Linked DNA regions of Rattus norvegicus: region 1 is linked to region 2. The links are chromatin contacts, called in public Hi-C maps. All regions are on one chromosome and are shown on one strand. The core of a region is the stretch at or near the end of the contact, and the rest is flanking DNA. Distances in the headings are between cores, read along the strand shown. Region 1 has its middle 27 kb from the start of Vsx2. Region 2 overlaps Lin52 (lin-52 DREAM MuvB core complex component).

What was found. Hi-C and Micro-C count contacts between places; a contact is called where the count stands out from the background.
Region 1: a contact with region 2 is called in a Hi-C map of liver, with 2.3 times the contacts expected there. The contact joins two enhancer-like sites. A contact is called at or near these places in 4 of 12 Hi-C or Micro-C datasets (Schwann cells, kidney, liver and 1 more) and 1 of 1 datasets of contacts at active chromatin or transcription factors (oligodendrocytes).

Annotation. Positions count from the first base shown.
Region 1 is chr6:109,920,036-109,922,763 of GRCr8, reverse strand. It overlaps a transcript of Lin52 not described here. Among named protein-coding and RNA genes, the nearest start is that of Vsx2, 27 kb to the left of the region's middle. Within about 2 kb of position 1,448, at least 4 of the 93 cell types and tissues checked have an H3K27ac peak or open chromatin away from gene starts, as enhancers often do. A contact at or near this core is called in liver, where this site is marked.
Region 2 is chr6:109,848,436-109,851,135 of GRCr8, reverse strand. All of the region lies in intron 5 of Lin52 (lin-52 DREAM MuvB core complex component), which reads right to left. Among named protein-coding and RNA genes, the nearest start is that of Lin52, 20 kb to the right of the region's middle. Within about 2 kb of position 1,300, at least 4 of the 93 cell types and tissues checked have an H3K27ac peak or open chromatin away from gene starts, as enhancers often do. A contact at or near this core is called in liver, where this site is marked.

The sequences.
Region 1 (2,728 bases), core at 199-2,698, 71 kb before region 2:
CTGACTGTAGGGCCTAGAGAGATGGGTCAGTGGCTAACAGCACATGTTGCTCTTGCAGGGTTTGATTCCCAGTCCCCAACTATGCGTAACCCCAGCTCTAGAGGATCCCACAGACATATGCACTGTGCAGGCAAAGCACTCCTATACGTAGAGTAAAATAAATCTACCTAAAAGAAAGCAACTTTACGTAGCCGAGTATGGCTTCTCACACCTGAAACGCCAACATTCCAGAGGCTAAGGCAGGGGGACTGTGGAGCATTTGAAGCTAGCCTGGGCTACACACTGAATTCCAGTCAACTCTGGATTACAGGGCCCTAAAAAAATAAAATACACGGGCCCCAAAGGAGATGGAAACTCCACAGGAAGACGAACAGAGTCAACTAACGTGGACCCTTGAAGCTCTCAGAGTCTGAACCACCAACCAAAGAACATACACAGGCTAGACTTAGGCCTCCCTGCTCATCTGTAACAGATGTGCAGCTTGACCTTCATGTGTCTTCATGTGGGTCCTAAACAACTGGAGCAGGGCGACCCCAAAAGCCGTTGCCTGTGTGTGGGATATGTTCTTCTAGCTGGGCTGCCTTGTCTGGACTCAGTGGGAGAGGAAGCACCTTGTCTCCCAGAGACTTGAAGTGCCAGGGTTGGGGGGATACTCAGGGAACCCCTACCTGTTCAGAGGAGAAGGGGGAGGGAGATGGAGAAGGATTGTGGGAGGGGTCACCAGGAGGGCAGCAGTGATCGGGATGTAAAGTGAATAAGTAAAATAAATAAATAAATTAATTAAACAAGCAAAAAAATCTCCAAAGACATACAGGAAATCAAAACCGTACATGTCTACTGCTGGGCTTGGTGGTGCTCATGTGTAAACCTGGCCAGTGGGGGACTGAAATAGGAGAACCGTGAATGAGTTCAAGGCCAGCCCAGACTATACACCGAGTCTCTGTCTAAACAAACACTGTAAAAGTAGTATCTATATTGATAAACTGCATTAAACACAGCTATATACACAGGTAACATACTCATCAATTTTTATATGCTATTCCTGCCAGCACACAGTAGGCACTTAGTAAGTGCCTTGCCTCCCCAGGGCACACATTAACAATTGTGTTGGGGTTGGGGAGGGGAAAAAAAAAAAAAACAACTGTGTTTGCCCAGACATCTCCCTTCGCTTGTGAGCTTTGATCAGCAGGCACAATAAATGTTTGCTAAGTGTTTGATTGATACTAGGGGTGGGGGTGGGGAATGCTTCCAAGCTTTCACAAGGGGTCTCCATGGCCCCACAAGGGAAGATGTCCCGTGTCAGGGTGGAGATGGTGAATACAAATTCCAAAGGTGGACAGGGTGAGGCAGGGGTGGGGTGGCTGGGGGCAGAACACACTCGGTGTGCTGGAGTTTGTCCCTTACTGGAATCACAGCTGCCAAGCTCACCCTGCCCTGTGCAGGAAGCCGGGAAGTATTCAGCTGCCAGGATCACATCAGACATGTGATCCTCTGTGCCCAAGGTCTGTCCTCAGGCCCTGGCACCTTAGGCCTTGCACCTCCAACACCTAAATTGGAGGGGGCCCTTATCTGGCCCTTTCTTCCAGTTCTTTAGTTGGGGCCCGATGTTTAACTCATATGATGAGGCGTGTATTGTATCCGGGGCTCTTTGTGAGTGGAGAGGGATGGACACCTGAGCCCTGGGTACCCAAAGGTGGCGAGAGATGGGGACATAGATGTGATAGCTAGCATACCCTGGCCTCCAGCACCTGGCATATTCCAGACCATCAGTTCATATTCTTCAGGGGTGCACTGAAAGCTGGGGACCGTCAGGAGCCTGGCGGTGCAGACTATAGCCTGAACAGTTCTCAGGGGAAGCAGGTGACCCCCACTGTGACCACCACTGAATGCACTGATCAGCACTCACCAGGCACTTCCCACAGCGAGTCTCAGAGATCCAGAAAGGGCTTAAAAAGTATTCCCAATCTTTAGAATGGAGAAGCAGCTCAAAGAAGTCTAAGTCGTTTCCAGTGTCGCAGAGCGCACTTCTGTTGGGAGCCTTAACTCCCAACTTCCTCTTGGCTCCGCTCCGGCCCTGCCCAGGATCTCAGGTATCAGGGGCTGTTCAAGAGGACTTTCCATGGCTCTCCGTTCCTACCGATCCACTTCCCTAAAGTCCTATCTGCCTCAGAGCTCCACATCTCCCTGTCATCATTCACCCAGGTTCCAAAGAGGTCCTGGAGACCCCAGTGTTGGGGCTAGAGGGCCCCAGGGCCACTTAGCTGGCTGCTCGCTCAGAGCTGTCGGAGGCCGTTGCCGTGCGCAGCGCTGATCCTAACCAAGTTTGCCAGCCTGGCTTTTCTCATGGCTCCCACACAATGGCCTGCTTTGTGCTCACCTGCCGATAGTGCTTAATTAGGCGAGGAGTTGATTAATTTGAGGTAATTGACAGCTAATTAGAAGCCTACAGGCTCATTAACTTGACATCTTGTCTTTGTGAATTGGCTGGGTACAGTCACGTGAGGGTAGCCGTTGCTCCCCTCACCAGCTCTTCTAACCCCAAAGTCTGAGGCATCACCTAGGGGAGGGCTGGCAGACCCCAGGGTTCAGGTAGGGCAGGCTCAAGGTCAAGAGGAGAGGAAACTGGCAGTGAGGGATAAGGAGTCAAATGGAGACGTTTGCTCTGGCTCTGGGAAGAAGAGAGAACAAGAATGAAGACCAAAAGAGAAATGGACCCTAGCAGGGAAAG
Region 2 (2,700 bases), core at 51-2,550:
TCAGAAACTAGCTTCTATCACTCACACCATTCTTTTGAACACAGCTATTGCTCCCAAACTCTACTTAACTGCCAATATTCAAAACACCCGGACTACGTTCCCTTCCATTTCTACCCATGAAGATTCTACATGTTTTTTTTTTTTTTTTTTTTGGTTCTTTTTTTTTGGAGCTGGGGATCGAACCCAGGGCCTTGCGCTTCCTAGGCAAGCACTCTACCACTGAGCTAAATCCCCAACCCCTCTACACGTTCTTTAAAATTCATTTCCATTGTTGTTGTTTTTAGTGGTGGTGGTGGTGGTGGTGGTGGTGGTGGTGTGTGGGTGTGTGTGTACACCCATAGGTGCACATGCAGAGTCAAGATAACTTGGGGTGTCTTCTTCTGTCATTCTCTGTAGTATCAATTCTGGAATTTTGGTTTCTTTAAAAAAAACAGAAATATTATAAGAATGTGCTTTCATTTTAATCCCAGGTGTAGGGATATGGGGCTGCTTTGGACTGTCTGCAGCAGCTGACAGTGCTCTAGCAGAGGCATGGTTTTGCTAGCTGCAGACGGTTTCTGCAATTGCATGATGTCTGGAACTCAGGGAACTCAGAGAGTACATAGAAATGCTAGGGCCCAGAGAGGAGGGGTGTTGGTCATGGGGGCTGGTTGTGGTTTGTTAGTAGTCATGCTCAAAGAAGAAACAAAAGGAAAACAAATAGATCAAGGATCCTCTCTCCCCCCTTTATCCTTTCTCTCCTATCTACTGCTGGGGAAGAAATGAGCGGGGTGTGTGTGTGTGTGTGTGTGTGTGTGTGTGTGTGTGTGTGTGTGTGTGTAAAGGGTGGGGAGGGAAGAACCCACAAAGTGGCAAAGACCAACTACAATGTTCTACCTTATTAATCTCTTCACACAGCGTGCACTGAACATGAAGTTGGCCACTGAGGGTACAGAGAATTCCCAGTAACTCCTGTTTCTACCACTTAACACTGGGGTTACAGACGCATGAGGCTGAGCCTGGTGTTTTATGTGGGAGCTGGGGATGCTTACTCAACAAGTGCTCTTATCCACTGAGTCATCTCCTCAAGTCTTAGTGCCCCACCCCAAGAAACCCCCTCAAAACCCAGAGCTTCTGTGTAGCCCTGGCTTTCCTGGAATTTGCTCTGTAGTCCAAGCTAGCCTAAAATTCAGAGACTCATAAAGGGATGGGCCATCACGACCCAGGGAGTCTATTATTTTCAATGTTTCAAACACTGCTACCATGTTCCTTTTTCTTGCTTAGGGCAGACATCAGTTACTGAGTAACTAACTTCTCTGAAAACAGAGCCCTCAGTTCAGTGGTTCTAGACAGGTCTTATTGATCAACTCACAATGGCATATAAAAGGAAGTTTATCTGTTCTTCCTGCAGCAGCTTGCACCGCCATCTTCTCTCCAAAACAATTACTTCTCTGCACTCTTACAGAACTTAGCTCTCTAAGGCCTATTAAGAGTTGTTACTTACCATCTCTCCCCTTCCTCCTAGATTTGAATGTGCATAGTGAGGTGATGGTATTCTACACAGCCTCATGTTCCATCCAGAGCCACTGGGAACAGCAACAGCTGCTGAATGGGACACCTTTCTTTCTTTCTTTCTTTCTTTCTTCCTTTCTTTCTTTCTTTCTTCCTTTCTTCCTTTCTTTCTTTCTTTCTTTTGTCCTTTCTTTCTTTCTCCCTTCCTTTCTTTCTTTCTTCCTTTCTTTCTTCCTTTCTTTCTTTCTTCCTTTCTTTCTTTCTTCCCTTTCTTTCTTCCTTTCCTTCCTTCTTTCTTTCTTTCCTTATCTGATTGTTCAAAATGACTTAATGACCTTATTTTAAAATACTTTAATTTTTCTTAAGGATTACTTGCCAGAGTTTAGTCTACCAACTTTAGATAAAATTATTCTTTTATTTAACATGGTATTGCTTGATAGTGCAGGATAACACAGCAGAGTTCAAGATTGCAAGAAAGACTACAGTAAGGGAAGCACACAGCAGAGGGCACTGAGCCCATTCTCAGAGCCTTTATCAAGGGTGAGAACGGAACTGAACAATCACACCTTTGGAATGTTAAAGATCCAATCTCCATAACGCAATGCAAAATACTACTTTGAATAATAAAGAAACTAAAGGACTCTAAGCATCAAAAATATACATTGCTTCAAAAAGGAAATGAGCTTTAAAAAATTATACGAAGCAATGAAGAAAAGAAAGAATGAAAAGAAAAAGGTTAGGCAAACTGTCTGGCATAACCCACAAAAATTACTTTACCCAAATCAAAAACCCAGTTCAAGCAGGATGGCCAGAATTAGAAATACTGTAAGACCTATGCTGCCATCTAGAGGCTACATATGAGATGTTTTTTTTCCCCTTCACCAAGAACACAGTAGTCTTATTATAAAAGCCAGACAAGAAACCTTGACACCAGACAACAAAGAAGAAATCCTAGAGTGTAGAGTTCCAGTTATTCTCTCTTTCAATCACAGATTAAAATTAGAATTCAACAGAGCTAACTGTCTTTACAGTTAGACATGGTGGTCCATGCCTCTAAAGCCCAACACCTGGGAAGTGAAGTAGGAAAATTGCCTTGAGTTTGAAGCCAGACAGACAGCAACATCCTGTCCAATAAGCAAAAATGGAGGAGGACAATAATGTCTCAATATAGCTACTTTCAAAAACACATGCACACGGGGCACTAAGAGA